Linked DNA regions of Sus scrofa: regions 2, 3 and 4 are each linked to region 1. The links are chromatin contacts, called in public HiChIP or PLAC-seq maps. All regions are on one chromosome and are shown on one strand. Each heading gives the region's core, a stretch centred on a gene start, on an enhancer-like site or on the middle of the called end of the contact. The rest is flanking DNA. Distances are from core to core; before and after follow the strand shown.

Region 1 (7,207 bases), core at 2,132-4,631:
CTACCTCCTGGTACAAGGCAGGTCCCCTTCACAGGGGAGGCTTACTTCCTGCTTTCAGGAGGACAAAGGAGGAGCAGAGTGTCCTTGTCCAAGCTGGTTTTAATTTTTAATTATTATTATTATTTTTTTAGGGCTGCACTCGAGGCATATGGAAGTTCCCAGGCCAGGGGTGGAATTGGAGCTGCAGCTGCTGGCCTAGCCACAGCCACAGCAACAACGTGGGATCTGGGCCTCATCTGCAACCTACACCACAGCTCTTGGCAACACTGGATCCCTAACCCACAGAGCGAGGCCAGGGATCCAACCCACGTCCTGATGGATACTAGTCGGATTTGTTACCACTGAGCCATGATGGGAACTCCCTCAAGCTGTTTCTGAAGTGGCTGTGATTCAAAAGAACCAATATGCCAAAGTGGCCCACTTGCTGGGGGTGGGGTGACATTCCGCTCTTCCTCACACACTTGGAAACCTGAGGGAGTCATCGCCAGCACCACCAGCAAAGAGGGCAAAGGAAGGCAGTGAAGACTCCCTGACCTGCCCTTGCAGTTCTCCTGCCCAGCGGGCTGGGATCACTGTGGGTTCGTGCAGATGAAAATGCCCAGGGACCCCCAGAGCAATGTTAAATCCAGTAGGAGGGAGGGAATTCCCCTTAAAGGAAGAGGGGACCTCTTCATTTGGTTGACAAGATAGTTCCCACATTTTCTAGTCCATTTATTCATTTATGAATGGCTACTTGCCAAAAACCCTATATTTAATGTTTGTTATTTTGTTCACTCCTTACGAAGATGGTGGGAAGTGGTTTGTCAACCTCATTTTAGAGATGTAGAAATTAAGGCTCAAAGACTAACCCAAGAGCACATGTACCTATCAGTGATGAGGCTCTGACTTAAACCTATGCCTTCTGATTCCAAATTCAGGTCTCCTGTTATTGTACTCTGAAAAGAAGCCCCGTTCTGGAGCAAAAAAATAAAAACATTTTAAAAATGATGTCTGTTTGTTTGAAGGTTGCCAGACATGTGTCTGTTTGCTTGTTTTTGTCTTTTTAGGGCCGCACCCGCACATGGAAGTCCCCAGGCTAAGGGTGGAATTGGAGCTGTAGCTAGAGGCCTACACCACAGCAACGCGGGCTCCTTAAACCCACTGAGCAAGGTCAGGGATCGAACCTGCGTCCTCATGGATGCTAGTCAGATTGGTTTCTGCTGAGCCACCACAGGAACTCCAACAAGTGCTTGTTAAAGGTGTGCTATTTCTCACTTTTTCAGGCCATCCCGAAGTACTAGAATTCTGTACTTCATTTGTAAAAAGAAGTTTTCTGCTCTGAGTGGTGGCTTTGTGTGGACATGAGATGAGACGAGGGGTGACTGGAAGTATTTGCCACTCTCCATGGCTGACTTCAAGCTACCCAGTTGACCTCATGGGTCATGAGATGAGGAGTGAAATAAATGCTCCTTTTGCTCTCATGAGCCAGACTAGCCAACTCCAGCCATGGATGGAACCAGCGCAATTACAGTCTTTCTGTAACTGTTTTTCCCAAAGCAATCAAACACCCTTCTTCAAAACTATCAAATTATTGAAGACAGCAAGCAAAAACGGTGTTGCTCTTCCTGAAGTCAGCATGACAGGCCCATTTCTGAAGCCCTCTTCTATAAAGGAGGGCCTCAGCTCTAGAGAACTCCTTGTATCTTTCACCAGCTGCCCAACCCAAATGACACCAAATGCCAATGCCCCGGCCTGGTGTGACTATCCTGCTGGCCCTGGGGTCACAGTGGAGGGCCGTATGGCAGCACTGGGCAGGAGCAGGACACAGGCCCTGGAAAGGAAGCCCACAAACTTCAACCTCCCTCCCCAGGTCAGCCATGCCAGCCTGGAGCTCATGGGGTCCCTTTGGCGTCCATCCTTCTGGGACTGTGGATAAATAAAACATTGAAAGGAAGAAGCAGTGTCCAGGGCCTGTCACGACTCCCTCAAAGGGTAGGACTCTCCAGTCCTTCTCTCACTGCCTGTCTCCCCAACGCCTCCCCCTAGACGTCGGTAGCATGTCCTTCCATTCATGGGAGGGAGGATGGAGTGATGGGTGGTGGCCCCATGCGGGGGACTTGGTCTAGATGGAGCTAGAAACCTGAGGGGTGTTGATGCACAGGAGGCGGCTGACCCCAGAGAGTGGGTGAGATCCCAAGGCTGGGCGCTGGTGGGGTCTGCCCACATTCTTGGGGACCCAGCAGCCACCACAGGGCAGGTAGGGGCAGGCAGAATGGATGTGAGGTCTTTGAGCTGGCTCCTGCCCTTCTCTCTTGCCACCTCCACCCACATCCACAGACCAGCTGAACTCCTTGTAATCCCTTCAACACCCAGACTTCTCACACTTGGCAACTATTCTCTTTTAGTAACTGTACCACCCCTCACTCTGTTCCACCCAACCCCTTACTCTGTTCCATCCACGTGAGTTCTGCTGGCCATTTGAGACAACCTACGTTTTGCCTCCCAAAGAAAATTTTTCTGTCCCTGCCCTTTCCCCTCAAAACACACACGCACACACACACACACACACACACGCCCTACCCTACCCTATGCCACAGTTGGAGCTGCCATGGCCAGTTAAAGCCTTTTACCCTCTCAACCCCCATTTCCTCCTCTTTAAAATGAGCTGGTGGCAAAGTACTTGGGCTATTCTGGAGTTCTGGGGAAGTCCATGCCACGAGCCTGTACCCACACTGGTGCCAAGCAACCACACAGCCTCTTCATTCTATTCCAAGAAGAAGTGTCTCAGATCAGAACAATTTATTTGCAGGCACTTACAATGCAGACTTGCCTACAGTAGCTCCAATTCCATGCTGACATTTTCGATAGAGCCGGCTTAATGGAGAAAAATGAGTTTATTCCCTAAACAAGACAGACTATGGTAGGAGTTGGGGTGGGTGTTGAGGGAATGTCTATTTACATGTCACATTTCTCTAATTCTGAAGAATTTAAGCATCCTTTTGGCCTTGCTTTCCATCTCCTACCCATCCCATTAATAAAGATTAATGAAAGGACTAGAATCTATTGAGAAAAACAAATCAAAATGACAAATTTTCAGTCATTTCTCCTAGAAACATGGCATGCCCATTTGGGGCATCTCATAAAATTCCATCCAGTTAAAACCATGGTTATTAGGCAATTAATACTTGGTTTTGGTTCTGCTTACTCTCTGGAAATGCTGTTTTCCAAAAGCATAAATGTGACAGGAAATTTCTTCACTCCGTTTATCCCTAAGTAGTTTAAATATTATTTCATAACTGCAAATGGGCTTTTTCCTTCTTGTGCAGGCAGGCTATGGCTGGTCTTCTTATCTGGAAAGTGGGCGTGATGATCTGGTCACTTCCAGAGTGACAGAGAGGAGTAAGTTCATTGGGGGAGAACTCTCTCCAAACTCCAAAACGCAAATGCGAGGAGGGAACGTGGCCATGGCCGACCTGGACAGGCTTCCAGCTCCGGGAGGTTGTGTCCTTTGACACTTGATGGGAGAATGTGGTGACACTCAGGCGGGACTATGGGACAGATCTAGGTTCTGGCATACAGACCCCTACTGGTACACTTAAAAATCCGAAAGGGCAATGCTTACACAAGACCAAGGTTTCTCCACATTCTAGAGTTCTCCTTTCCTTTCACAATGTATTCTCACAAATGCCCCTTCACCCTCCGCTAAAGGAGTGATTGCTCTGTGAGTCCACTTTCTCAACCTCAAAATTCGAGGAATTTACAAACAGTCATCGCATGTGGCCCTGTCTCAAAGTTTCCTGGTGGACTCTCCCATCCCACGTCTATGAGCATGTCTAGAAGAACCGGTCCGTGTGGTGCACTGGACAATTCAAGATGCCACAGCAAGCATCTTTGTTCTTAACCTCAAATATAAATGTGCTCTGAGAAAAACACTCAGGGATCCCTCATATGTAAGGGATGGCTTTGTAAGGGATGTGGGACTGCGTGAGCCAAGGCAGAGGACGTTGAGTAGAAGCTTCTAGATTTATCTCTTTATTCTCAGCCTATGTGCTGGCCAACTGATCTGTCGAAGAGAAGCAAATTCTAGCACATTGACCCTTCCTCCTAGTCACACGGGGGACTGGGCTACCCTGGTCCCATCACTTCTGCTGCCAAAATGAAGTGCAGTCCTCATGTTTTTTCTCACTTGTAGTAGAAATCCAGCACCAGAGAAGGAACTCTGACCCCATAAGCCTTCTGTTTAGAAGAATATGCCCACTAGGGTACAAAGAAATGGCAGATCTCATTAATCAGAGCATCGAAGAGGCAGATGATTTTAAATATTAATCTTTGGTGTATTTCAACAAATATTTTAATCTGACTAGTATCAATAATTCACTTTAATGAGACCAATTATGGATCCAACTGCTTTCTACCAGGCATTAGGATGGGGGAATATAGAGTTTGTCAAAGCCCCAAACCACCAATAGAAAAACAAACTCCAACATGTGAGTAGTGTTTTTATAGATCATTCTGCATATAACAGCCAATTTTTTTTTTTTTTTTCCTTTTAGGGCTGCTCCCACGGCATATGGAGGTGCCCAGGCTAGGGGTTGAATCAGAGCTTCAGCTGTCAGCCTACACTACAGCCACAGCAACGCAGGATCCTAGCTGCATCTGTGACCTACACCACAGCTCATGGCAATGCCAGATCCTTAACCCACTGAGTGAGCCCAGAGATCGAACCAGCAACCTCATGGTTCCTAGTCGGATTCGTTTCCTATGTGCCACGAGGGGAACTCCTATACCTGTCATTTTTATGTTCTCTTAGTCTCCTAGTGTGGTAGGCAAGTCCGTGTTGTTATTGTTGTTTTGGCCATGCCTGTGGCATGCAGAAGTTCCCGGGTTAGGGACTGAACCCTCACCACAGCAGTAACCCAAGCCACAGCAGTGATAATACCAAGTCCTTAGCTGCCAGACCACTAGGGAACTCCAGAGTGCTCTTTTGTAGAAACCAAAGCACCAAGAGAAGACATGACTTGCTTGAGGATACACACATTGTTTACCACCCTAGTCTAAGGCTGTGCCCCTGGGTTCTCGCTTCTCAGAATTTCCCGGAGGCCATGGGTTGTGTTCCTAGGAAGCAAGGCCTAGAATCTAGACTGCTTGGGGATGACAAATGTGGAATGGAAATGAAGAAGGATAAGGTCCAAGAGATCTCAACCTGAGATGGTACGAAGAGCGCATGCTAGATGGTGGTCTGGGAGGGAATGTATGCAGCAAGCATGGTACCACAGGACATGGCTCTGGGCAAGTCCACTCTTGTCACATCAGTCAGAAGTCACCTTCTATGTGCACCCAGGCTTTGTGTCACATATGTCCTAGGTGTTCTTAGGACACCCAACATCTTCCCAGAATCCAGGAGGTTTATAAAAACTCACCCGAGATACTGGAGGATCAAAGGTTGTAGCAGTTGAGATTTCTGGTCAGGGAAGGTGGTCCTGATTGCCTGGAAGGGCCAAAGATTTGCTATAGCTTTTGTTCTGCTCTCCAGCCCTCATACTGTGGTCATAATCTGACTTTCTGGCACTTTGGAATCCATTGCCAGGAGTCACAGTAGACCAGTCAATATCCATCTTTAAGATCTCAAGAAGAGTAACACCAAAAAATCGCAAGAGAATGGTTTTATACGTAGAGCAAAAATAGAGCTAACGAACAGTCCTCCCAGTTTTCTACTGATTCTTTCATTTACATAAAAGTGAACGCCCGGGTGGACTCCTCCTGGTCCAGTGCCCTCCAGCATCCGATGCACTTACATACATGTTACTGCAGCCTGTGCCATCTTGGTGTTAGTAACTGCTATTTTCTCTATCCGAGTGAAGAGATGAGGAAGCTGAGACTCAAGAGAAGTTAGTGTTTGACCCAGTCGTGGGGGTGGTGAAGACTTTGAATCCAAAGCCTGTGCTTGTACTGTCAGACCAGTGGTTATTCCGTGTGGCTTCAAGAGGCTCCACAAATGTCGTTTTGGGGATGCTTTGATAGAGAAAGGGAAGTCCGTGAGGACCATCTCCCTAACCCTGATTCAACCATAGCATTTTTTTTTTCCACCAAGAGAATTCTTGTTTTAATTGAAGTTTGTTGATTAAAATTGTTAACTGTTTCAGTTTTAATTTTTTTTGTACACTGGATTTCATATACAATTTCATTTGAGTCAAAGGTTCTAGACATAGAAAAGTGCTGCAATTCATGATTCTTCAGCTTTTAAAGTAACATTTCCAAGAGAATAAACCCGAGGAAGGACCTTAGGTGAACTATTTTTATATCTACATGATTCTGAGTGGTTGGAACGTTTTTTCCCCCAATTGTTAAAAGTTTTTTTGAAGTATAGTTGATTTAAAATGTTGTGTTAATTTATTTTGTTCTTGTTGTTGTGTTAATGTCTGCTGTTCAACGAAGTGATTCAGTTATACGTATATACACATCCCTTCTTTTTCAGAGTCTTTTCCCATATAGGCTATCACAGAATATTGAGTAGAGTTCTCTGCTATACAGCAGGTCCCCATGGACCATCTATTCCATATACAATAAGCTGCATATGCCAGTCACAACCCCCCGATCCATCCTTCCCCCCAACTTTTCCCCTTTGAAACAATCTTCATAGATGACCTCTTGGTAACTTGAGTCTCTGTCATCCATGGCAAACCAACCTGGGGCAGTGAGCCTGGATTTGTGCCCTGGTTTTAACACTGAAACTTTGTGTGACCTTGAGCAAGTCACGTCCTATCTCTGACCTCAGTTTCCTTATCTGTCAAATGAAGACATTGGACTAGATTAGCTTCCTTTGCGGAAAAGCTTGTGGGAGGCATGGAGAATGTTGCGTTCTTCCAAAAGAAAGCACCCAGGCTTACTGGCTAGCAGCCTGGCTGTAGAGTTGCCAGATTTAGCAAGTAAAAATATAGGCCATTCAGTTCAATTTGACTTTCACATAGACAACAATTTTTTTTTTTAGTATAAGATATTCCATGCAATATGCAGTATATAATTATACTTTAAAAAGTATTTGTTGTCTATCTGAAATTCAAATTTATCTGAATGCCGGGTATTTTATTTGGCAACCCTACCTTGGAGGCATACTGTTCTCTCTAGTCCTTTAGCAAAAAATTGAAATAAATGAACAAGTAAATGAACACAATTTGTAACATTTTGGTCTTATTGTCTTGGTGAAATCTTCCTTTTCGATCTTTCAGCT
Region 2 (6,339 bases), core at 2,813-5,312, 160 kb before region 1:
ACCTAAACAAATCCTGGCTATCAGACAATTCCTGAGCTAAAATGAAACTTGAAAATCAAGGCCAGGATTCAGTCTGCAGATCATGTAAAGGGAACAGGAGGCCTTGACTGGTACATTCATCAAATCACCCATCTATATCCTGGAAGAGAGAAGGACAAGGAAAGAGGTAAAGGCAAAATCTTTGCTGGTGTCACTGGAAATGGCCAGCGCGCTACAGATTTTGTTCTGCATTTCTCTGCTAAAGAATCACCACGTGCCTCAGACTGTATCAGACACCATGACCAACTGAGAACCAAAAGACGTGAGAGGCCAACTGGGAGATATGAAGACAGGATAAATATGAAGCAGCGGCTGGTGGGGGATGGGCGGAAAGAAGACACTGCCATTTACTGAGCATGTATTTTGTACCATGCACTGTTGAGGGTCCTGGGCCTAAATTAATCCTTATGACAACCGATGAGTAAATACTATCCCTGTTTAACAAGCGAGCCAACTGAGTCTTAGAGAGGTTAAGGTATTTGCTTGGTAACTACAAGAGCAGAGAGTCAAACCCAGGTTTTCCTGATTTTCCAGCCAAGCCCTGCTTTTTGAAAATAATTCTGTGGCCAGAACTATAATATGACTAGTCTAAGGTAGTTTCCAGTGAATAAGAAAGCAAGAATCTGATACTGACGTGAGTAGTGAGAAAATCCAATGTTAGATAGGATATTTCGGTTAGCATTTGTCTAAGAAAGCTTTGGAAAGCAAGTTGTACGTTTGGCTTCAAAGGAGTGGTCCTTTCATTCTGGGAACTTCGGCCCTTTTATTTTCTGAGGCTATGGACTAAATAATATATTCCTGGTACAATGTTGAGAGAAGATTCTCAAGACAAAAGAAAAAGGGTGAATAATATCATCTGTCATGGCAGAAAAACTGAAACCCAAGTTTTGTAATCCTTTCGGAACAGCTCTGAGCTTTTATAATTTGCTAGAATCACAGAAAGACTTATGTAGCCCAAGTGGGAAAAAATGTCCTGATTGCTAAGACTATAAAGAGATTTTTCAATTACCTCTTAGTTTTGTTTTTCTTTTTTAAATAAAAAAAAAAAAACCTTTTTTGAGTCCCCAATCACTTCCACAGTTTCCTTAAATGGGATTAGACATGAGTTTCAAGTTTTCAAAGTTCAATTGGTTTGGAGTTTCCTGTGTCCTAAAAATGTCTTCAATTAAAAGCAAGAAAAAAATGTATTTTTTTTTCACCCTCATCAAACTAAAAAATGGCTGAAGGGATTTTATTCAAACTTTCCCCCAAAATTCACCTTTTGCCAAGACCCAGCATGGAAAATTTCAGCCCAAAAGGATCACTCTTTGGCAAGTTACCCGAGCTAATGAAAACAGAGGGGCATAAAGGGAGTCTGTGTGTAGCTCCAACTATAGTGGTCACTGGAGCCCACATTGTATGAGAAGAAGGGCCTCATTCAATAACCCCCCTTTAAAGTCTTTCTTATCATCAATATGGATGAAACTGGGATTTGCAGTGGTCACCAAACAAAAAGCACTGACTTTATGAATACAATCTGGGCAGTGACATTATTTCAAGTGGCTTTGCTCAATTGTGATAGTTTGGAATAAACTTGTTATACAGAGAAAGGTAAGAATTGCTCCAAGGAGTATAGGTGCATTCATTCATTCATTCATTCACTCGTTTATTTCACAAGCATTGACTGAGTGTCTGCCATGTGTGTGGCGTGTTACTAGATGTTGGGAATACGATAGTGGGGAGATGGAAGGGTTCCTGCCCTCATGGATTACTGGGGGGGAGGAGAAGGAAACAGATTCAATTGCAAATTGTGACAAATTCAGTGGTGCAACGGAAAAGGGTGATGAGAGAGAAAATTAGGAGTTACGGTGTTGGCTGTACTTTTAAGAGGCTGGTGGAGGTCTTGTACCTATTCCTTCACCATTTAGCAAACATTCAGGGAGTGGCCATCAGGCCCTGGACTCGTACTTGGGATTACAGAGCTGAATCAGACCTTGATGCTGCCCTCAAGATGCTCCCTGACCAGTGGGAGAGCAGGCCGGTGAGCAAGGTGTGACAGGTGCTTTAATGCCGTCATCTATGGGGTCTCCCTGGGGGGTTGGAGAGGGGAACTGAACAGCTGGGCTGGCAGTGGCCAAAGAAATCTTCTGTCAGAAGGGGCAATTGAATAGGCATTTGTGAGAGTCAGGGTTAGAAAAACAGAGAAGAGGAGGCTGCCTTCTTGGAACCCCTGGTCCCACCTTGCTTCCTGACTCATCTGTCTGAGGGCCTGGAGCCTGTGATGCTGGACCATCAGTCCAGGAGCAAGTGTGGAAACTGAGTCAGAGGGGATGCTTAGTAAATGGTAGGTCCCTTTCCCTGACGTCTCATGGGCACCTCTTTGGATTTACCCTAGTGGTTAAGGGCTTGGCTTCTGGAGTCAGACTCCCTGGGTTCGAATTTCAGCTCTAGCACTTTCTAACTGTGTTACTTTGGGTAAATTCTTTCTGTGCTATAATGTCCCTATATGCCAGGTAGGGATAATAATGATGCTTACCTCCTAGAGTTACCTGAGGGTTAAATGGGATCATGCTTCTGCAGTCATCAAAGACAAACACGTATAACCCAATCTGTCTCTGAGAGCTGTCCCTCACATTCCCATAACCTCTTCATGTGGTCCAACTATTACGGGTTGAATGCTTTAAATATCAGGCATTGTTTTAGGGATTCAGCCCTGGAGTCTCGATCCTCATGTGTGAGAAAATTACTGATTTTTCCCTAAATGAAACATCTTTGCCTTTTCCACCCAGATAATAGCTTTGCGTTATCTCTGCAATGCCAAAACAATTAAGGGTGTCATTTCATCTTTCATCAGCACGTTGGGCTCAGGTGAAAAACTCTGCCAGAAATCTTGAAATATCTTGCTCCTTTAGACATCAGAAGGCTGGGAGATTTCCCATTATTAATTGAAATCAAAACTTCTCTGTGGCCCAGAGCAAGGGCAGAACTGTTATTTCACAGATCAGCAGGAAAGCTCACCACCACTGTTTTGCTTGGTATTCATTTTATTTAGGGGGTAGGAGGCACAGAAGAAAGGTGGTTTCCAGAATGATACATCCATGCTGCTGTGTGAATGCAGTCAAGGGAGGCGACTAAGGCTCAGGGAAGCAATGCCCATGCGTGCACTGGGCAACCATTCCATGTCTCCCGAGCCTCAGTTTCCTTTCATGTAAAATAGGGGTCATGGAACCTCCCTGGTGAGGTTTAAATGAATGCACGCAAGAGGAAACAGTGGGATGGCAGACAGGGTCATGTACTGTTCACCGTGTCTGTGCTGCTGAGACAGGGACGTGGGCTCATCGAGGGGGGCACTTCCTCCTTTTCTATTTTGCTGGTCCCTGGACAGGTCAGAGGTGAGGGCAGTGGTGAGGAGTTCTGAGGAAATCTGTAGCGTGGCTGGATAGCATGCTTCTAGGAAGTCTGTATTCGCCTCTGAAATTGCTGGACATTGCAAGGATTTGTCCCATTTTGGAGTGTAGGAGGCTGATTCTTGTTTGTTCCCAGGCCTGCTTTGCAGGATGCAGTTCCAGCATTTCAAGGGGCTGGAGAGGGGGGATTTGACGAGAAAGAGTGGGTACCATGGTGTGTAGGACAGGCAGGCTTTTTTAGCGGCAGCTTGTGTGTGCCCTCGGGCTCCCCGCCACCCTCCTTCTGCCACAGCATCCTTCCTTCCCGTCTCCAGGGAGGCAGGACCCAGAACCCATGCCCAGCCCAGCGCGCTCGAGCCAGGCTGCTCTTGCCGGCTTCTCCGGGGCTCCGCGAGGCTCGGCTGGCCTGGGTGGTGGGCCCGGGTCCCCAGGTCGCCGGCGCTGGCCCTCGCGACGCTCCGGTGCGCGCAGGAGCGCGCGGGCCTCCCCGCAGGCCCCGCGCCCAGCCGGCCTCGGGAACTGACCAGGCCGCGTGTGAGCGCCGGGATTCCTGCTCAGGCCTTAAATATGCCGGTTATTTTTATCTCCCTACGTCAGGCGGCGAAGACCATCCCACCAGTGGCCGCGGCGGCTGCTACACAATGTTTCCCTTTAGTCGGGAGGGGAAATGGAGGGAGGCCAGACTTCCTGATCACATGGTGCTGAAGTCAATGAAAAAAAATTAAGGGGGACCCCTCCCTTTTTCTGCAGTGCCCGATCCAGGTTCCCCCCTCCCGCTCCCCCCCACCCAGCCCCCTTGGGCTCCCCGCGTCGGAAAGCGGCAAAGGCTCCAGGCGTAGGGCCAGCGAGGCAGGAGAGAGAGCAAACATAAACACGAGATTGTTGCAGTAATTGGTGCTCTGAAAACACTGAGGAAATGAGAGGCTTGTACGAAACATCAGCCGACAAGAAACGGGGTGATGTCAGACAGCCTTCCAGGATTAGAAACCCTTAAAAGCTCCGAGCCCGCGGCCGCGGAGGAAAGTGTTCCGCTCTCCCGGGTAGGGAGCCGGGATCCCGCGATTCTGCGCTCGCCATCGCCTCTGCCTCGCTTTTCCCCTTTCCTTTTTCTTTTCCTTTTCCTTTTCTTTCTGTCCTTTCTTCTTTTTTTCTTTCTTCGATCTCTTTCTCTTTTATTTCTTTTTCCTTTTCACAAAGAAGGAAAAGGAGCGACCGTATCAAGTATTTTACATTTCTAAGGCACTGGTACTTTTAGATCTTTCCTTGACTTTGAAATACCAAACCGGACTCAACACCCACATCAATCCCAAGGCAGCAAATGACACTTCCAGCATCCCTTGTTGGAGTTTGCTCTTTCTTCCTCCCAGTCCCCTTCCTGATTCCGCTTTTCAGGTTAGAACTGCACCGTTGCAGTAATGTCCACGCATGTGGAGGGGCTGAAATAAACAGGAAGCATTTACCAAGGACAAGCTTGCCAAGAAAAGGGGATTCAATCTTTGCCAAAATCTGGCATTTTCAAAGAAGATAAGACTTCCTCATAACATGTCACCCAGCCTCCAGGGCTGCGGCCTCATTTTCTTTTCCTGGTTTGAGACAATTAGGAAAACTAAAAGCACACAGAGAGTACACACACACACACACACACACACACACACACACACTCATTCCTCACTCCCCTTCCCCACAACTCACGCATAGCTAACACCAGCCAGCAGGGCCTTGTCCTAGTCCACCTGGAACCTGCCTGTGTCTTTAAGTTTGAGGCCAGGTCTCATCTGTTCAGTGACACAAAAGGTGCCGCCTATCCAGGCTTTCTCTCCTGGTGTTTGCCAGGATTAATGAGGCAATGTTTGGAAAGGGCTTGAGCCCCTCCAACCAAAGGCACCCACGGACACCTTTTCAAAGAATGATTTATGTCCAACTTTACCCAAATAGGAACCAAAAGAGGATTTTCTGTTTTTTCATCTTTAGAACAGATGAATTCAGCACCTGGATCCTTGCATTTCTGAAGCTTTAGACTCTGCCTTATTAATTGCTCTGTCACCTCTCCTGGGAGGGCAGGCTTTTTCCATCTCTTTCTAAGACCCAGTAAAAGGTCACATCAAGGTCGAGCCTGTATGCCCTCGGAGGAATTGGACAGGTTCCAAAGACTTGGGTTCCCCTCACAGCTGCTCATGTGAGAACAATGTCCCTCAACCCGAACCCATTCCCCACATACTCATAAATCTTGGGGTGATTTAGCCCCCTCCCCCCCCCCAAAGCTTGACACTCCTGAGCTGCTGTAATTTAAGCCAAGTGTACTTTTCCATCTGATCCAATATACCTGTGGTTATACCACCCACCAAGAGGTAGTTTTAAGATCTCATGGGGACATTTTGCATCTTTGATGTTCCCCTCATGCTCTGCAAGGCCCAACGGGAAGCCTCCTCATCCTGTCTCCTTCTGATGCCCCTGCCCTCGATAATGGTGTCTCCTCTCCCTCAGTTTTTCACCCTGGGAGCTTGGGGTCTTTCTTGTTTATTCTTGCTCTCTCCCTACACCTCTCAAGGTCAACAGATCCTTCTGTTTAGCCCCAGAAAAATCTCAGGCTCTCTGTTACTCCTCCCCATCTCCTGGCATCAAAAGCTTTTAAGGCAGACCACCTTTTTCTGGGTGGGATGAGGAGTCTTCCGGTCGGAGTTAAAAATCCCAGATTTGCTACGTAGTAGCTTCACGGCCTTAGGTAAATTACTTCTAGGAGTGCCAGTTTCCTGTTCCATAAAGTGGGGCTAATGACAGACCCACCTCATAAGCTCGTCTTGAGGATTAAATCAGATAAGTAGGGAAAGGACTCACTCTAGTTCCTGCCACCAAGTAGGGGCTCTATGAACAGGGGCCACCAAGTAGGTGTTCTGTGAACAGGGGCCATTAATTA
Region 3 (6,492 bases), core at 1,572-4,071, 130 kb before region 1:
GCCTGGGAACCTCCATATGCTGTGGGTGCAGCCCTAAAAGGACAAAAGACAAAAAATAAAAATAAAAAAAGTAAAAAAAAATAAATGTAGCACTTGTGACTTGTTGGGGACAGCCATTTGGACTTATTCAACCATGCTGCTGCGACGCCATGCACTTTGGCCTCTGTCTCCCCTTGGTTTCGGCAGATGTCACTGTCTCTAGTCCTGGCTGCTGCTTCCCCTGAAAGCTCTGGACAGTTTTGAAGTTTAGAAAGAAATCTCTGGTCTAACCTTTAAAATCTGCCTGCCTGTTGCTCCGAGTCTCTGCTCCTGCTCTTCACTCAGCCGGCTCCTCTATCCGTGGGGACAGCCTTGGAGATTTTTCTTTGGGCTTTTTAGGGCCACACACACAGCATAAGGAAGTTCCCAGGCTAGGGGTCGAATCCCAGCTGCAGCTGCCACCTACACTACAGCCACAGCAACATGGGATCCGAGCTGCTTCTGTGATCTATACCATAGCTCGCCGCAATGCTGGATCCTTAATCCACTGAGTGAGGCGGAGGCCAGGGATGGAACCTGCATCCTCATGGATACGGTCAGGTTCTTCACCTGCTGAGCCACAGCAGGAACTCCAGCCTTGGAGATTTTTTTGTGACAACCCTCATCCTTCCCAGGCCGTTTTCTTCTCCAGACCAAGTGACTTTCCTTCTTTTCTCACATGATGTCCAGAACCTCCATGGGCTCCGTTATCGATTCTGCTTTTCTGTTAGGTCGGAGCATTTCAATAGAGTTATCTAAGGGCAGAAGAGAGTAGACAGGGGTCCTGCAAGGGGCCTGGGTCCACGGCTCGGAGGTGCTGGACACAGGCAAGGTGTTTCATAGATGATTTACGTTTTACCTTAGTGATGATGAGGCTGGTTTGCCTTCCATTCCACATTTAATCTAAGGCTGTGTAACATAAATACAGCAGTCCTTTGCATTCTCCTGTTTTCTTCTGCCACGTGGCTGTAGGGATGGTCAGGCCCCAATGGAGAAGCTCTCACGAGGTCCGTGGGTCCTTGTCTGTAGGTCTTGAGACTCTCAGTGTGGTTTATAAGTGGTCAAGAAGGCCGTTCACATAGAGCTGTTGTCGAAGGGCGGGGGCTGGGGTGGGGGGAATGTGTGGTGAGGGACTGGGGGCGGGGCTGGAAATAGTGTATGGAATTCAGGTGGTGTCTGTCAACCCTGTGGTCCTAGCAACCCTACCTAAGGGACCGATGGGATGGGGGTGGTGTTCCAGCGCACAGACCTGTGGAAGAGCCGTCACTATAGCTGTTAAAAGTCATGGTCAAATAGCCGTGTGCATGTGGGGAACACCGAGGCATATCATTTGGAAGGCTGGGAAGAATGGGGAGGGTCTCTACAGACTGGCTTAGAAGGCGGTCCAAGGTATACTTTAAAGTGAAAACCGAAATCAGGCTAAGAACGTTCTGTAGAGTGCAATTCCATTTTTTGGTGTAAAGAAAATTATATATGTTGTCAAGTCCTAGAGAAACACCTGGAAGAAGGTGTGCACTTAACTCTTAAAAGCGCCAACCTTGCAGGGCGGAGAGAGGGTGGGAGGTTGGTTTTTAAAAAATGTCATGGACTATATATTTTCCACTTTCTTTCATTCTAGATATTTTCTGTAGATCTCTTTTTCTTTTTCTTTATGTGTTTATATATATATAGTCTTTTTAGGGCCGTACCTGTGGCATTTGGAGGTTCCCAGGATAGGGGTCGAATCGGAGCTGTAGCAGCCCACCTACACCACAGCCACAGCAACATGGGGTCCGAGCCACGTCTGTGACCTACACCACAGCTCGCAGCAACACCAGACCCTTAACCCACTGAGCGAGGCCGAGGATGGAACGTGTGTCCTCATAGATACTTGTCAGATTAACGAATCCACTGAGCCACGACAGGAATGCCAATGTTTCTATATTGTTTAAATTAAGGTGTATTGCTCTTGTAAATAAAACCAAGGCTTTCTAAAAAGGAATCCTAGGAGTTCCCTGGTGGCCTAGCTGTTAAGAATTTGGCAGTTGTCACCGCTGTGGCAAGGGTTCAAACCCTGGCTGGGGAATTTGCTCATGCCATAGGCATGGTCAAGAAAATAAGTAATAAAAATTTTTTTTAAATAAAAAGGAACCATACATAGTATGCACCTCTTTCTTTTTTTCTCTTAATAATAGGTTTCAACAGTATAAAACTAATACATCATCGTATAAATTTAAAAAGCATAAAAAGTTATACAATGAATAGTAGGTCTGCTCACCACCCCACTCCCCAGAATTTCTGTGCAGATCCAACCATGTATATGACAAAATGTCTTTTTAAAACCACTCATGTACAAATGTGAGCCCACAGTGTTCTGCACTCTGTTTTCTTTAACTTCCTAATATATCATGTGGCGTTTTTTCCTATAATGACATATGCAGATTATCATACGGTGGTTCCATGATTTACTTACCAGACATTTAGGTTATTTTTTCCTATTACAAACAGTGCTGTAAATGATGTATGTGGTACATACATATAACAGGATGGTAAAATGAGGCTCTTTTAGTCTCCGTGTCTGACTGAGGCTCCAAATCCCTAGAAACAACACAGTCAGTCCTAAATGTCTCCCAGCTCCCCAGTCCTAAATGAGGTGCTAGCCCACCTAGGCAGGCCCTGCTGAGACTGCGCAGCCAGACCTGCCAGCATGGACCATCCCCTGACTCCAGCCTTCAGGAAGTGGCAGAGATGACAGGGAGAGGCTGGGAAGGGTTTGGAGGGTGTTGTCAGGGTGTGTCCTGTCCCTCCCCACCCTCATCTCCGGTGAAAGTGAAACTTGGACTAAGTCGAGTGAGAAAGGCTTGGAGGGGACTCTGGAAGAACGTGCATTGGTCTCTGGGACCTGAGTTCACAAGCATAAAACCCAGGAGGCTGGGCTGGGTAGGGCTTAGGGCTTAACCCTTCAGCCAGCAAAGGCTAGAAGCACCTATATAATGCGCATTTAAAAAAAGGACCAGAGGGAGTTCCTGTCGAGGCTCAGTGGTAAGGAATCTGACTAGGATCCATGAGCACACGGGTTCTATCCGTGGCTTTGCTCAGTGGGTTAAGGATCCGGCATTGCTGTGAGCTGTGGTGTAGGTCGCAGATGTGGCTTGGATCCTGTGTTGCTGTGGCTGTGGCATAGGCCGGCAGCTGCAGCTCTAATTCCACTCATAGCCTGGAAACGTCCATACGCTGTGGGTGTGACCTTCAAAAGGCAGTCGATCAATCAATCAATCAACAGATTTAAAAAGTAACAGAAGGAGAGACTCAGAGACTGGAGCCACTTGAAAGACTTTTCCCAGCAGGCTTTCAGAAAGAACTGAAGAACTGTTGGATGCCCAGGACCTAAGGCAGAAATTAAAGGTAGCACAAAGGAGGAAGCCTAATTAGCTTCTTTCAAGGCAAGTTTTCAAGGGTGGGATTTCTGGGAGACCTGCACCAGCCACCCAGCCCAGAGGGCAGCAGTACCAGGCAAGTGAAAGCCCATCCCTTCCTCTGTTCCCTCATCTAGTCCATCCTGAGGAGGTAGTGAGGTGAGGAGGAGGGAGTGATGTGGAAGAGAATAGACAGCCCTGCTTCTCTCCCCCACAACTGGCATCCACGCTTGAAGCAGAGCAGCTGAGGAAGGGTCGGAGATGATGATGAAGTTGGGATGAAATTTATTCAGAGTTTTGGTAAATACACTGAAGTGTGCTTTGAAATTGCAGAGACATTCTGTGAATTAGAGGACCAGGTAAATGAGTTCGAAGGGTGAGAAAAAAACACTTGCATTCTATCTGCCCCTCACTCGGTCCAGCTCATTTGATACCTTCTGTGAACGTGTGTGATTTTATATATAGCATAAATTTCTATAAGTGGAATTTCTGTGCAAATAGTATGCTTTTAGTTTTGATAGATGTAGTCAAATCGTCCTCCAAATAATTTATTCCCATATACATTTTCCCGGGGATGAACGTTAAAGTGGCGTTTTCCTGACACAACTTTTCTGTAAGTTTCAAACATTCTAGTCTTTGCTACTCTACTAGGTCAAAGAAAAATTATATTTCATATATAGAGATATTTTCATTATGAGAGAAATTAAGATAATTGTATCTCTTTTTCTGTGAACACCATTGCAAACGTCTCTTTCTATCCATTTTCCCCCATTGAATTGTCTTTTTCTTATTAATTTGTCAGAACTCTTTACATATTAAGGCATTAACCCCTGGCCTATCATGTATGTTACAGATATTCGTCCACATGTGTTATTTACCTTTTGTTGTAGGTTACTGTGCACTAATGAACTTTCAAGTGTGTGGATGCTATTGTATAAAATGAGTATAAATTTACCCTAGAGTGCTCCTAAATAAATAGATTTTTTTGCTTTAATATTTTCTCCATAAATAGATGCTACAAAATAAAACCACAGCTGGAAAGGGATGGACCTTGAGGTCAAGAGTTTGGGACCTACTATTATAGGCTCTACTGGTTCTCCCTAACTTGTGCCATCCAGAGCTGAGCCCAGTCTTCCTGGGTTCAAGTTCAGTGTGTATGTTTCTTGTGAATCATTAATCATTTCTAATTCCTTATGAAACACAAGCAACAGCATTTCAAGGTGGGGCTAACAAAAAGGAAGTGGAATGTCTCTCTTCCTCTCTCCCTTTCTCCCTTCTCCCTTTGCACACTTCCCTTCCTCCTTTGCTTTTCTCTCTTCTCTGGCCTCCTAAAGGGGAGACAGAAAGCAGGGAGAACCAGTGGGAAGGGAAGGTAACCAAGAGGGAAGGCTGTTGAGATTAAGCCTTCCAGGCCCTTCACCTCTAGCCCCACCTTTCCTCCTCTCTGTCCCCCACACCCCACCTCTCCATCCCCCCAGTCCACTGGCTCTGCTCTGCTGGGGCAGCCCTCTGGCCTTGCCACCATCTGACTTCTCTTCAAAAGCTTGCTTCCCCTTCCCCTCCTGGTGCACTTGTACTTTTCAAATGTCACTTCCTCTAGGAACTTTTCCTGGCCCCGCCTGAGTTAGCCTTCCCTCTCCTCTTTCTTACAGCCTTTATGGATATTATTCCACAGGGCTCTGGTCTCTCTCACCAGCCCGGGAGGCCCTTGAAAGTAGGAACTTTGCTGCTTACCTGGTGGGACTGACCCATTTCTTGGGACATCATAGTGGCTTAGTCAGTGTTTCTTGAACAAAACTTTGTTTAAAGGGGCAAGTGAAAAGGAATTCCCGTCATGGCACAGTGGTTAATGAATCCAACTAGGAACCACGAGGTTGTGGGTTTGATCCCTGGCCTTGTTCAGTGGGTTAAGGATCTGGCGTTGCCATGAGTTGTGTAGGTTGCAGACATGGCTTGGATCTGGTGTTACTCTGGCTGTGGTGTAGGCCAGCAGCTGAGCTCCAATTTGACTCCTAGCCTGGGAACCTCCATATGCCTTGGATGAGGCCTAAACACACACACACACACACACACACACACACACACACAAAGAAAGGAAAAGAAAAGTCTGCTTAGGACAGTGGTCTTCAAACTTTGGCCAATGTCAGAATCACCTGGGGAACTCTGGTAAAATACCAAGTCTTAGGCCTGATCCTGCTTCAAGGAGCCTGGGCCTCTGCATTTTTATGTCACCCTCCAGGTGATTCTGCTACACAGTTGAGAACCCCTGGCTTAGAGGAAGTGGACTAAGGCCCCCTCTATGACACTAATAGCATTTTTCCTGCACTGGCAACAGCTATGAGGCCCAGCTCTTCAAATACTGTTATCTGTTTGTGGATGTGGGCTCTTTTTAGAAAATAATAATTCAATGAATTTTATTATATTTATAGTATATTATAAAATAGTCATCACAACCTTTTTTTTTTTTTTTTTTTTTTTTTTTTGCTTCTTAGGGCCTCATCTGAAGCATACGGAGGTTCCTAGGCTAGGGGTCAAATTAGAGCTACGGCTGCCAGCCTATGCCACAGTCATAGCAGCACAGAATCTGAGCCATGTCTGCGACCTACACCACAGCTCATGGCAACACCAGATCCTTAACCCACTGAGTGAGGCCAGGGATCAAACCCACGATCTCATGGTTCCTAGTCAGATGTGTTTCTGATGCACCACAAAGGGGACTCCACAACCTTACTTTAGAGCATTTCCACCCCAAATGGTTGTGGGCTCTTGCTCTTTCTTCTCCTCCCTGCCCTACCAGGTTTCAGCAGCATTTAGTTTGCATATAAATTATTCATTATCCACAATAGCATTTATTTGGTGCTCGCTCCATAGGCGTGGAATGAATATACATACAAACAAATAAGGCAGTTTAATCAGGAAGCCTTATGAGTCTCTGCCTGGAGCAGTAGGTTAGGTATTAAGGGAAATAGAAGCCATGGTCCTGTGCTTGGGTGTTTGCTGTCCGGGTGAATACATGGAGAGGGTGATCTGGGAGTCAGGTGTCACAGTCCTGCTGGTGACTGCCTGTCACTCTGAGCTT
Region 4 (6,626 bases), core at 3,853-6,352, 190 kb after region 1:
ACACTCAGGTCCCTGGCCTTGAGTCTTGATGAGCTCAGGTTAATTTCAACTCCAGAGCTTCCTGTGGGATCAGGCTGAGGCTGGACTTTGCCTGAAATTGCACCTTGCTTGCCTTCTTCCCCTCCTTATCTTGCTTCCTTCACTTCTTTCTAAGGTCTCCTGGGAACACTTCCCTAATAAATCACTTGCATTTGAATTTTGACCTCAGGGTCCACTTCTAGAGAAACTGACTTAAGGCAATTAATCCAAAGGCTTCATATTGAAATGCGGTGTGTGTGTGTGTGTGGGTGGGTGAGTGTGTGTGTGTGTGTGTGTGTGTGCGCGTGCGTGTGCGCACGTGCTGTGTTTATGTCTATGCAAGCAATTTTAACTATTGTAAACCTCCTCTCAAAGCATAAAGGGAGCCTGTTTGATAGGGGGATCTTGTAGCTCTCTTTGGAGGGATAAAACTTATTCTTTCTCCCCAATATTGGGAGTGAGGCAGGGGTCCTTAGAATGGGAATGCAGACTATGGATGTTAAGAGAAATCTGCTAGGAGCTATGAGAAAGTTGGTGCTTTGACTCACAGTGAATGAGGAGAGAGAGGAAGAAAGAGAGAACAGCCTTTGGCAGCTGGGAGAAGTCACGAGTGGCCCCCTTCACAAATGTGTGGAGTATGCAAGTTTTCCTTGGGAATTTCTGGAAAATAATGGAGACCATGAGATCCTGATACTTTTCAAGAGACAGCTATCAATTCCGTAGGCATTCAGACTATGTCATCACACATTTCTAATGTTCCAAACAGTCCCCCAAAATATTATTTACTCAAGGAAGGGAAAAAAGAGAAAAAGAAAAAAAATGAGAACCTAATGTTGGGCTGTTAAAACTCTGGTGAAAACTGAAATGGCAGTGCCTTGAGATTTATAGACTTGGCTGCCTCTGAAGGTTAGACTCTTGCCATCAACAAAAACATCCAAGCAGGACAGGAGAAGTTTCAACAAGGCACTGTAGCTGGGATTCTGGTATCAACTGGGTGACAGAGGTAATCAGTCAAGTGATCCTTTCAGCTCCAGGAGACCAAGGATTCCATAACTAACTAGAGGATGAGCTTGGCAGAGACACTGTGGCATCTGCAGCTTTTCCCCCACAAGAATGCATTCATTGGCATTTGGTACCATCCTCATAACTCCTCCTACTAAAGAGTGACAAGGATTGAGACTGGATAAACTAAAGGTTCTAAATTCCATAACTCAGGCAGGAAAATGACTCCCTTGCTCATCAGTAGCTGGTGTTTCATCAATTGTATTGTCTACCTAGGTTTTATTACATGGAATTGATTTTTGGAGGTTTGGGACATACCACAAACAGGCTTGGTGCTTCCATATCTTCACTTACACTAAATTATGAGACTCTCTGAGCCCCCTCACCATTTGCCCCACCTAACCCTATCTGTGGGCTGCTTCATACCCCCATGCCTACCAGGGACACACATTTCATCATGATGCTGCTGGTCTGATGGGAGGCTAAATCTGAGCTCCATGGACAATGTAGGAGGGATAACAAACATAGACTAAGAAAGTGAAAAAAAAAAGGTGTTAAAAAATTGACATTAGGTCAGATGAATCCAGTCACCTCAACTTTTTTTTTTAAACCCCCTAATGTTTGAATGAGTCTTTGAAAGAATAAAGTCTATTTGGCTCTGATCTTATGAGAATTAAGCATCAAATATATGATGTTTGCATTTCAACATGAGTGCTCACTCTGGACTCTGAGCTGGGTTGTCCAGGCTCTCCTGATGAAATAGTGGCTGGAGCCCATCTCTTCTCATGGAAAGAGCTGAAAACCCAGGGAGGGGTGGGAGGTGGGGAAGAAATTGCTCCTTACTGTGGGGGAAAATAACAACAGCAATAGCATTAGGGGATCCGGGATTATCAAGGCCAACGAAAGGAGAACTATTGATGGGAGCTACCAAATGGCACAGAAGAGAACAAGCAAATAGCATCATGAAGAATGCATGACTGTAAACTCTTGTAATGTTTCACAGATCAGAGTGGTAATGAGGGGAGAGAGGGCAGGTCTGTGCCCTTGCCCTTCCCTGTAGACAACACAGCCTGGGAAAGAGAGGGTTACACTGTTGTGCAGAGGGCTTGCTTACTCTCCCTCTCCATTCACCCGCAATCCCACTGGGATATTCTAATCTCCTTGGAACACGCTGCATTCTCTGTACTTTTAGCACAGCTCACGTTTCAGATGGCAGGCTACAGAGCAATCTGATTGTTTTATAGGCGCGGCCAAGAGAGGAGCTCCGATTCCTTTCTCTTGGCCAGGTGCCCTCCTAGAGGGAGAAGACCTGTGGTGTATAGAGACCAGCCAAGTGCTTAAAGATTTCAGAAACTTCAAAGGCAGGGGAGGAGCCAGAAACAATAAAAAGGAAAATGATAAACATTCAGCTTAAAGACGGCTGAGTTAAAATCCCTGAGAAATTACTCTGAGCAGAGTAAGGGGCCAATTCTCAGAGGCCCGTGGCAACATTCCATGGTGTTACACAACCTTCCAAGAAGCAATTATTAGCTTTGTTTTAGTTATGATTAGCACAGTTAATAACTCGTAGAGGCAGAAAGACAATGAAAGTGGGGAAGATGAGCCCACGGGAAGGGGTTTCTGCTCCATTCCAATACTCTCCAATAAGGGGGGGGGGTGCACATTCCACCTTTCAGGGGGCCTATGACACCTCCACTCACTTTGAAACTTCAATTTTGGAGCTACTGTATAAAAAGAAACAGGATTTTCTCAAAAGGCAAAGGGTATTGCTGTGGAATAGCTAAAGAAGATCTGTATTATTAAAGGACTCATCACTTCCTATGGCTGAAGCTACACTATGGGACCTGACATCTTTTTTTTTTTTTTTTTTGTCTTTTTGCCTTTTTGAGGGCTGCTCCCGCAGCATATGGAGTTTTCCAGGCTAGGGGTCGAATCAGAGCTATAGCCGCTGGCCTATGCCAGAGCCACAGCAACACGGGGATCCGAGCCGCGTCTGTGACCTACACCACAGCTCATGGCAACACCGGATCCTTAACCCACTGAGCAAGGCCAGGGATCGAACCCGAAGCCTCATGGTTCCTAGTCGGATGCGTTAACTACTGCGCTACGACGGGAACTCCGAGACCTGACATCCTTATGGTCATGTCTACCCAAAGGCCAGGGGACACAGTCGTCAGCTGAAATGTTAGGTCCAAAATATTGGAAGAGCTCAGCTTGACAGTTCTGGGGGGATTTAAAAAGCTCAAGGAGAAAGAAAAAAAAAAGTAGGTAGATTTAATTCAATTCAACAACTGTATGTGAGCATTTACTATGTGTCTGACATTTTTCTAGGGACATGGGATATACCAGTGAACAGGGAAAAAAGTCTTCGCTCATGGAGCTTACGTGCTGGAGGAGGAGACAGATAGTCAATAAACGTCACATCACCAAACAGTATGTTCCAAGTTGGTAACTGCTGTGGAAGCGAAAAAACATTGAGCGTGGGAAGGGCGTGGGGGATGTTGGGAAATAGGCTGCAGAATTAAACAGGTGGTCAAGTTCAGTGTCATTAAGAGGAGGCGCTCAAAAGCAAAGACATGAGGAAGGCAATGAAGTTAGCCTAGAGGTTCTGCAGGAGAAGGATTCCAGAGAGATAGAGGAGTTCCCTGAAAGAGGCAAGCCAGGAGTGTGCCAGACAGCAAGGAAGTCAGCGAGGCTATAGCGAAGTGAGTAATGTGGGGAAAGCCTGAGACTCAGAGACAAGGGATAAGGGGAGGTCCTGTAAGGTCTTTGAGGCCACTGTGAAATTGCTGTCAGGATACAATACTACGAAGTCTGAATGCCTAGGGAACTTGCATAGCTCAGATAGGGAAAAAATAGGGAGAAATAACAAAATCACAGTCCCTGCCTTCAAGAAGCTCACTGTGTGGTGGGAAAAGTACGTAAGTGTACATATAAGAATAATACACGTAATAAGTAGATAATGCAGTAGACAAAGACTGTGATGTCAGGGGGGAAAGGAAAATCTATGAGCCTATTTGGAGGAATCACAGAAGACTCCTTAGAGGAAAAGCATCCTACCCGAGCCAATGGGTTCAAGACAAGGATAAGATCGATGTACATTTTACATTACAGATGTGCTTGAGGACACTGGGGCTCCTAGGAGGTAGGTGGCTTGCTCCAATCACCCAGCACTCAGCCTCTAGTCCAGGCTACTTCCTACTTCAGAGCAGTCACCTCGCCCACATGCAGACGCAGTGGGAGTTCTGTTTGAAGTGACTCTTCCCTTCTAGGCCAGGGAATAAAGAGCTGTTGCTGAGCCTACCCTCCCTGCTTCTGACATTACTAGCTGCACGCAGTGGGAGCATCTCTCAATAGATACGCCCCCTTCAATAAAATCTAGACTGTGGACATTGTACAGATGACCCTGTGCAAATGAATTTCCCATGCTGGTAAATCCTAGAGCAGAACAAGGAAGATCTAAAATCAAACAAAAAAATATGTGAGTAATCTAATAAAGGATTCACTGGAAATTTAAGGTCTTCCAGGTCAGTAAACCAGAACATTGAAGTGTATTCTTAGTCGAGCAGAAAGTTTGCAAAAGTTGGTATTAGGCAGACCTGGGTTCATATCCAGGTTCAATCATTTGTTAGCTATGTGACCATGGGCCTGTTTTGCTTCTCTGTTACATGAGATCATAATATTTGCCTTTCCTATCACCTCCCAGCTCTCTTCTGAGGAGCATGGCTATGAAAGCATGCGGTAAACTGTAAAGTGCTGTACCCATGTTGCATGTCTCCATTCTAGAGGGGACATTTAAAAAAAACCAAAACTTGATTGGCTCATTTGATCAACATGACAAGTTTTTGCAATCTTTTTGAGTCCACAGCCTCTTTGTATGAGAAACTTAAAATCTCACAGAACTTCTTGCTAAAGCCTTCATGTTACAATTGATCAAAAAAGGACCCATTTACAACTGCATGGCAAAGTAGAGGCGAATCTGGGCTCGGATCCCCTGACTCATCTTTCAGGTCTCTTTCAAATAGACTACACAATGTGACTGATAGATCATGTGAGTGAAGGTTCTTCCTGCTCTGGCTGAGTCAGAGAGACAGGAAGTATTATTTCCTCCTGGGGCTCTTTCACTGGTAGCACCTTGCATTTCCTTCCACACCAAGTACTTGCCCTGCTTTTAAAAGCATTTCTTTTTTTTCATAAAACACAATTTATCAAGCACCTATTGGGTACTAGACTGACATAAGAGCTTTCATGAAAACTGCTCTCTTTAATTCTCTCAGTAACCCAGTGAGTTGTTAGTACTACCATTTTGCAGATGAGAAAACTAAGGCTCTGGGAGCTGGAGTGTCTCTCCCAAGATCATATGTTGGAGGCAGCAAAGGTGAGTCGGAACCCACCTCTGAAGGCACCATGCCTCACTGTCTTCCCACTTTACCTACACTGTATATGCCACTTTCCCTTTTAGCCTCTGGCAGAAGCTGGAAGTCTGGATAAGAAAAAATCTAATTAAAGAAAGCAATTGAAAAAAAAATAGACTTGAGGAGTAGAATTAACATCACAAATTAGATGTTGGGGATGACCTGATTTTTTCTTACAAATTATAAAAAATAGAGCTAACGATATTCTCCACATACACAGTCACTTTCATCTAATGCAGTTTCACAAGTACGATGCAGATGAATCATAGGTAGGATTTACGAGTGAGTCTAATATGTAGCAATGTGGGAGGGCCTATTAGAGATAGTGTCTATGTCATAACAGAGGCACTGAAATCAGAACTGCTTAAATCAGAGAACAGTTGGCAGATGTGAAGGAATTTTTTTTTTTTTTTTACTATTGTAAATATATCCAAGTATAAAGAAAAGAGTGAAAATCACCCAAGCTCAGCTATCTAGAAGCAATCACTCCTGATATTGTAGTACAGTTTTTCCTTTTTTGTCCTCAAACTTCGCTTTTTGAAAATATTAGGCAAAATTAGGCTGTACGTAAATGTATATATTTTGCTTTTGCACTTGGTGGTATTAGTATTATTTACTACGATATAAAACACACTTCAAAAATAATATTTAGTGGATAAATCATATTCCATTACTGGAATGAAAGAAAAACATATCAAAGAAATACCCTGGAGGGGTGAAAAATGAGGACAAAAACCAAATGTGGAAAAAGAAAAGGTGATATGGGTTCCAGGTTTTTGAAGCAAAAGATAAGGTCTTTGTGAGAGAAGATGGAATGAACTCTCTCATTTCAGGATCTCCGGCCTCCCCAGTTCTAGTTAACATTCTTGTGGTAACGGTTTGGTTGACTCAAACTGGCTGGGTGCCACAGTCTAGGGGTTGGTTAACTTTTTCTGTAAAGAGCCAGATAGTGAATAGCTTAGGTTTTGAGAGTTGTATGCTCTCTGTTGCAATCACTCGACTCTGCCATTGTAGCAAGAAAACAGCAATATATGATATATACACAAATGAGCCTGGCTGTATTCCCATAAAATATTATTTACAAAAATAGGCAATGGGTGGGATTTGGTCCTCGCAAGGGGATTTTTTTTTTAATTAGTCTTAGTCTGGGCTGGGCTCTGTGTAGACCTGTATAGATACAGAGCAGGATAA

The links. HiChIP or PLAC-seq counts read pairs in DNA pulled down with a chosen protein or histone mark.
Region 2: a contact with region 1 is called in an H3K27ac HiChIP or PLAC-seq map of alveolar macrophages. The contact joins two enhancer-like sites. A contact is called at or near these places in 4 of 47 Hi-C or Micro-C datasets (brain, heart right ventricle, omental adipose tissue and 1 more) and 2 of 2 datasets of contacts at active chromatin or transcription factors (alveolar macrophages and skeletal muscle).
Region 3: an H3K27ac HiChIP or PLAC-seq map of alveolar macrophages shows a contact between it and region 1. The contact joins two enhancer-like sites. A contact is called at or near these places in 2 of 2 datasets of contacts at active chromatin or transcription factors (alveolar macrophages and skeletal muscle).
Region 4: an H3K27ac HiChIP or PLAC-seq map of alveolar macrophages shows a contact between it and region 1. The contact joins two enhancer-like sites. A contact is called at or near these places in 2 of 2 datasets of contacts at active chromatin or transcription factors (alveolar macrophages and skeletal muscle).

The regions. Positions count from the first base shown.
Region 1 is chr1:248,899,745-248,906,951 of Sscrofa11.1, forward strand. No RefSeq gene overlaps it. Among named protein-coding and RNA genes, the nearest start is that of KLF4, 290 kb to the left of the region's middle. Within about 2 kb of position 3,382, at least 2 of the 83 cell types and tissues checked have an H3K27ac peak or open chromatin away from gene starts, as enhancers often do. A contact at or near this core is called in alveolar macrophages and omental adipose tissue, where this site is marked.
Region 2 is chr1:248,737,664-248,744,002 of Sscrofa11.1, forward strand. No RefSeq gene overlaps it. Among named protein-coding and RNA genes, the nearest start is that of KLF4, 130 kb to the left of the region's middle. Within about 2 kb of position 4,063, at least 56 of the 83 cell types and tissues checked have an H3K27ac peak or open chromatin away from gene starts, as enhancers often do. A contact at or near this core is called in alveolar macrophages and omental adipose tissue, where this site is marked.
Region 3 is chr1:248,771,235-248,777,726 of Sscrofa11.1, forward strand. No RefSeq gene overlaps it. Among named protein-coding and RNA genes, the nearest start is that of KLF4, 160 kb to the left of the region's middle. Within about 2 kb of position 2,822, at least 7 of the 83 cell types and tissues checked have an H3K27ac peak or open chromatin away from gene starts, as enhancers often do. A contact at or near this core is called in alveolar macrophages, where this site is marked.
Region 4 is chr1:249,085,254-249,091,879 of Sscrofa11.1, forward strand. No RefSeq gene overlaps it. Among named protein-coding and RNA genes, the nearest start is that of TRNAE-UUC, 450 kb to the right of the region's middle. Within about 2 kb of position 5,103, at least 8 of the 83 cell types and tissues checked have an H3K27ac peak or open chromatin away from gene starts, as enhancers often do. A contact at or near this core is called in alveolar macrophages, where this site is marked.